Linked DNA regions of Macaca mulatta: region 2 is linked to region 1. The links are chromatin contacts, called in public Hi-C maps. All regions are on one chromosome and are shown on one strand. Each heading gives the region's core, a stretch centred on a gene start, on an enhancer-like site or on the middle of the called end of the contact. The rest is flanking DNA. Distances are from core to core; before and after follow the strand shown. Region 1 has its middle 20 kb from the start of YWHAH-AS1. Region 2 holds the start of PISD (phosphatidylserine decarboxylase).

The links. Hi-C and Micro-C count contacts between places; a contact is called where the count stands out from the background.
Region 2: a contact with region 1 is called in a Hi-C map of fetal cortex germinal zone, with 3 times the contacts expected there. The contact joins the promoter of PISD here to the enhancer-like site in region 1. A contact is called at or near these places in 4 of 14 Hi-C or Micro-C datasets (cortical neurons, fetal cortex germinal zone, fetal cortical plate and 1 more).

The regions. Positions count from the first base shown.
Region 1 is chr10:19,537,743-19,540,795 of T2T-MMU8v2.0, forward strand. No RefSeq gene overlaps it. Among named protein-coding and RNA genes, the nearest start is that of YWHAH-AS1, 20 kb to the right of the region's middle. Within about 2 kb of position 1,574, at least 9 of the 40 cell types and tissues checked have an H3K27ac peak or open chromatin away from gene starts, as enhancers often do. A contact at or near this core is called in fetal cortex germinal zone and fetal cortical plate, where this site is marked.
Region 2 is chr10:19,850,493-19,853,545 of T2T-MMU8v2.0, forward strand. PISD (phosphatidylserine decarboxylase) reads left to right here and starts at 1,438. Exons shown (of 7, transcript XM_077950023.1): 1 at 1,438-1,512. The coding sequence starts at 1,448. LOC144331802 (a long non-coding RNA gene) reads right to left here. Exons shown (of 2, transcript XR_013399304.1): 2 at 1,431-2,644.

The DNA.
Region 1 (3,053 bases), core at 324-2,823:
TGCCACTCAAGCTCTCTCTGGAGCAAACTGCTCTCCCACCTGTCCCACACAACAGCCAGGTGAGTTTTTTTTATGTTTTTGAGATGGAGTCTCAGTTTGTAGCCCAGACTGGAGCGCAGTGGTGCGCACTGGAATGCAAAGGGAGCACGGAAAGTATCAGGCGTGGAAAGGAGGCTGGCGGCCAGCAGGAAACAGGCTGGAGAGGAATTTGAGATGAAGGTGACATGGGCAGGGCAGCAGGGACCTTGGAGGCCTCCATCTTCTGAGCACTGGGAAGCCCTGTGGACATGTTTTGAGCTGTGGGAGAAACAATCCTGTTTGCATTAAAAAAAAATCTCAGGCGGGCGCGGTGCCTCATGCCTGTAATCCTAGCACTTTGGGAGCCTGAGGTGGGTGGATCACCTGAGGTCAGGAGTTCAAGACCAGCCTGGCCAACATACTGAAACCCCATCTCTACAAAAATACAAAAATTAGGCCGGGCATGGCGGCTAACTCCTGTAATCCCAGCACTTTGGGAGGCCAAGGCGGGCTGATCACAAAGTCAGGAGATTGAGACCACAGTGAAGCACCATCTCTACTAAAAATACAAAAAATTAGCCGGGCGCGGTGGCGGGCGCCTGTGGTCCCAGCTACTCGGGAGGCTGAGGCAGGAGAATGGCGTGAACCTGGGAGGTGGAGCTTGCGGTGAGCCAAGTTTGCGCCACTGCACTCCAGTCTGGGTGACCGAGTGAGACTCCATCTCAAAAAAAAAAAAAAAAAGCTGGGTGTAGTGGTGAGCACCTGTAGTCTCAGCTACCTGGGAGGCTGAGGCAGGAGAATTGCTGGAACCTGGGAGGCTGAGGCAGGAGAATTGCTGGAACCTGGGAGGCGGAGGCTGCAGTGAGCCAAGATTGCGCCACTGCCCTCCAGCCTGGGCAACGGAGAGAGACTGCGTCAAAAAAACAAAACAAAACCAAAAAAAAACATGTCCCTCAAGTGCCCTCCCTTTTGAGCACCGTGCCCAGTCCATACCACTGTGTGCATTTGGGTGACTGTGGGATCACCCTCACCCCACCACAGACACATGACCCTGAGCACCATGAGGACAGGGATCTGGGCTGTTTTACTCGCTGTGGTATCCCCAGTAGCCATACACAGGAGGAACTGAATCAAAGCTTGTTGGATGAGCCATAGCTGAAGGAAGATTATGGGCAGGGAGCCACATGCCCTGGTTTGCTTGGGGAGGCCAGGCTCACTTGTCTTTCCCACACAATAATAATGGTGTCCTGTTCACTCTCAAATGTCCCAATTTGATGACATAAGATCAACGTAGTTATTGGAAAGGAGAAGGGGTTCGCCCCGAGCCTCTATTCTGTCCCAGCCCCACACTGGTTTCCCACTTGCCCCCAACAAGTGCAAAGTTCAAAGCTTTTTCTTCTAACTCCTGAGATTTTGTTGTTGTTGTTAATATTTCCCTGCATTGCCCTCAATCTCCAGAAAAACATAAAAATTCTGTCTGCCCATTTCACTGCAGAAGTGGCCTTCTGGAGGGTTGCCATGGCGATCAAATGATGTCACTGTCCTGGAAACAGTTGCCTAGGAGATGTGTGATGTCACTTCCAGGAGATGATTTCCATGGTAACTATCTCGGTGGAATTGGGGGGTGGCCAGGAAATGGGGGCTGAGGGCGGATACAGAAGGGACAAATGTGAAGAGCGGAAGGAAAGGGGGAGGGGGAGGAATGCAGGAAAAAACCAGGAAGAGGAAGGGGACCATCCCAGAGCAGTTGAAAATAATATACAGAATCTCAGAAATGGAAAGGTCCCCAGAGACCACTAAATGCAACAACCTCATTTTTACAGAGGCTGCTGAGAGGCCAGGACTTGCTCAAGGTCTCACCACCAGTTGGCAGGTAACGTTAGAGCCAAGCCCAAGGCTGCGTGACTCTCAGGTTTGGGTGGGGGAATAAAAGATTCCTTTCAGCCATTTCTTTTTGTTTTGTTTTGTTTTTTTCCTGAGACAGAGTCTTGCTCTGTTGCCCAGGCTGGAGTGGCACAATCTGGGCTCACTGTAACCTCCACCTCCTGGGTTCAAGCAATTCTCCTGCCTCAGCCTCCCGAATAGCTGGGATTACAGGTGTGCACCACCACACCCGGCTAATTTTTGTATTTTTAGTAGAGATGGCATTTTACCATGTTGGCCAGGCTGGTCTTGAACTCCTGACCTCGTGATCCACCCACCTCGGCCTCCCAAAGTGCTGGGATTACAGGCGTGAGCCACCATGCCCAGTCTCAGTCATTTCTTTTTAAAAATTCTGGCCTCTAATCAATGAGTTATTCATGAATTAATTACTGTGAGTTTATGTGCTAGGCCTGGAGAGGAACGTGAGTGACATTTTCACAGTTACTTTATATCTTTTTAATGTATTGTTCCCACTTTTTTTGTATCTCCCCACTCTAACACTAGGGTTAGTCCCCCAAAGACAAGGTCCATGTCTGTGTAATTCATTAAGGTGTCTCCAGCCACCTGCTCAGTGTCTACCCTGTAGTGGCAGCTCTTCAATGTGTTTGTTGAATGAATGAAGACAGATAAATGCCATTGTGTGGTACAGACCCACAGTACTGGATCCCAAAGAAGGGACTGCAGTAGCTGACAGGGAGGAGGTAAGATTTCATAAATAGAATTAGAATAGGGCAAGAGAAGAAAGCCAGACGGGAGAGTAACGGCTTGAGCAAAAGTAAGAGCAGGCTGAACAAACTGGGTACAGCTGGAAAGATTCCAGTTGGTGCTTTGATCCATCTCTTGAGTTATACTGTAAACTGCAGTACCTCACTTTTTAAAGTGAAGGAGCTCCAAGGTTTAGGAGTAAGAAGCACATTGAGGTCCAGATTGCCTGGAGATGCAGGTGGGGCAGCAAAAAAGACCAATCTGGCTTAAAAGGCAAATGTAAAGAAGGTGATTGAACAAAGGCTGGCTGTCAAGAAAGAAAGAGGTCTTACCAAGGAAGACCTGGAGTGGCAGGCTTTCAGCCCCTGTCTAAAGACAACATGACATCATGAAAAGTATGTTGAGGC
Region 2 (3,053 bases), core at 188-2,687, 310 kb after region 1:
CACTGTGCCCCGCCAAAACCAATTCTATACAATTTTTTTTTTTCTTTTCGGACTTTGAAAACCATAATAAAGGGAGGTATCTTCCCCCAAATACCAAACCTGGTGCCTTCTAAGCTCTCTGTAGGAGCTGAGTATGCCCTAGTTGAACTTAAGCCAACTACACAGAAATAACTGCAGGCACCAGGGAGCATATTCCTCCTCCTGTCAAATGCCTGGTGAAGGCAACTGTGATTATCAGCTTAGCAGAGGAAAAAGTAGCGCTGTATTCCTGCAGTTGTTGGACCCAAATTCTGCCAGATTCTAGGCAAAGGGCTTAAAAGGCAGAATGTTTAGGCCCGGCGCGTTGGCTCACTCTTGCAATCCCAGCATTTTGGGAGGCCGAGGCAGGAGGATCACGAGGTCAGGAGATTGAGACCATCCTTGCTAATACAGTGAAACCCCGTTTCTACGAAAAATTAAAAAAAAAAAAATTAGCCAGGTGTGGTGACGGGCGCCTGTAGTCCCAGCTACTCGGGAGGGTGAGGCAGGAGAATGGCGTGAACCTGGGGGGCGGAGCTTGCAGTGAGCTGAGATTGCACCACTGCACTCCAGCCTGGGCGACAGAGCAAGACTCCGTCTCAGGAAAAAAAAAAAAAAAAAAAAATAGGAAGAATGTTTAGGACATGGTTTTTGGAGTCAGAGACGTATGTTCCAATTCTGGCTTCACTATTTTATAGTCTTTGAGCATGTGCCCTTTATGTACCCTTGAAGATGTCGCTTAACCTTTCTGAGCCTCAGGTACCTCATCTTTAAAATGGGGATAATGTTTCGGTCCTAGCCACGAGTCTCTGGTCAGTGCTCAGTAAAAAGTAGCAGACACGATTGAAAACTCGTTTTCCTCTTACAATTGAAGATAGGAACCTTTTTAAGAGCAAGCACCAGGCACCGAATTTAACGACTGGTTGCATTTCTGGGTGATCCAAGACCGTTTGTCCCCGGTCTCCCTGGCAGCACAGCGGTAGGAGTTAAGAATGATGTTACACCATGCATGCAAAGTGCTCACAACACACTCTGGCACTCAGAAAACGAGAGCTGAGTCATGGATGCCCAGTTTCCCCATCTGTAAAATGAGCAAGTTCGATCACTTGAAACGACATTCTTGGACCTTGGATGACTCAGATTTTCCAGGTACATACGGAAAAGCACGCCAGAGGGAAGGAGGAGGAGTGGCAGTGCTGCGACCAAGCCCAGGTTTAGCGAAACCGACAGCTCCACCACCCGCACTAGTTACCCCAGCTCCGGAGATGCCAAGCGGATGGGGTGGGTAGTAGACACAGGGCGGAGCTTAGTCGGCTCCGCCCCCAGCCCGCGCTTTTCTCATTGGCCCAGTGAACTCGAGACTCGTGACGCCTTAGGCGTGCGCCCAGCGTGTGAAGGGGGCTTGGCTCGCTGAGCGGGAGGAGAGAAGATGGCGACATCCGTGGTGCACCGGTTTCTGCGATTACTGCACGGGGTCGCGCCGTGGCGGAGCAGGTATAGCAGCGCGGAGAGACTGCCTTGGGGCGTGGGGCAATCTGGACCAAGCTGGGGTCTGGAGAGAGATGTTTCTCTGTCGCGGGCTCGCTCTGAGGCGAGCTTGGGTGGAGACGGAGCTACCTTCACCTCGAGCTTAGAAGCAGGTGCGACTGCTCCTGTCTAGGGCGGTCCGGATTTAGTTAAGGTGTGGCCTAGAAAGTCTCGCTTTGCCCTTTCCAGCTAGGTGGAAGTTCACGAGGGACAAAACCAGATGAAATAGGCTTCCTGCCCGTCACTCGACTCGAGGCAGGGCTTTCAGATGTTCAGATGCCATTTTCTCATGTGTTCGTTTTTGTAGAAGGAGGGATGTCTTGTGGGAAGGGCACTAGATTGAGTGTCAGGCTACTTTCATTTCTGGATCTTAGTCTTTGAAGCTCGAGGGTTGGATTAAGTAATCTCAAAACAGTCTGTTATGGGGCTAGAGTCTTGGTTACCCTTGTGACCCCCAGCTGTTAGGTTCTTAGAAATTGAAGAGACTTGAGGGGGTCTTCTTAGTCCAGCTGTCTCTCTTTGGAGTTAATGAGATTGGGGCTCCGAGAGAGGGAGGGATTTGCTCGAGTTCACCTAGCCAGTTTGTAGCAGAGCCAGGAATCAAGGTACCTCTCTCTCACGCGACGATCTTTCTCTCAGGCTGCCCACTGTGGGGACAGTTGTTATACAGAAAATAGAGCATTTGGACTGTCAGAAAATGGGTTAAAATGTTGGTATCTGTGACTCAGAGTCGGCTGCCTGGTGTCATTTCAAAGAGCTAAGATTTGAGAGATGCGTCATACTTGTGTGTTTCCTACAGGGTTCATTTTGTCAGCGTTGATCAGAGGATAACTTATTGTAGTTTTGGGAGGAGAAGGACACCGGATTTGGACTGAGGGGGGAACAGTAACCGTCATTGGTCTTGTTATGAAAGTGTGACATTTTCATCATTAACTGTACAGAAATGATTATCTCTTAGGAGAGGGCTCTGCATTATGGTGGTAACTGTTAGAATTTGGGCAGAAGGCTTTGTTTTCAATGTTATTAGCAGGCGCGCTGTTTATGAGTCAACCCTGAATTCATTTAAAGTGTGTCATAGGCCAGGTGCGGTGGCTCACGCCTGTGATCCCAGCACTTTGGGAGGCCAGGGTGGGTGGAGCACTTGAGGTAGGAGTTCGAGACCAGCCTGGCCAACGTGGTGAAACCCCGTCTCTACTAAAAAAATACAACAATCAGCTGGGCGTGGTGGCAGGCACCTGTAATCCCAGCTACTTGGGAGGCTGAGGCAGGAGAATTGCTTGAACCTGGGAGGCAGAGGTTGCAATGAGCCAAGATTGCGCCACCCCACTCCTGCCTGGGCGGCACAGTGAGACTTTGTCTCAAAAAAATTAAAAATAAAGTGTGTCATGAATTGGAAGGACTAAAATATGACATCTTAAAAAAGTTTTTGTTGTTGTTTATTTGTTTTGGGAATCAGAGCCTCACTCTGTTGCCCAAGAGGAAGTGCAGTGGTGTGATGATGGCTCACT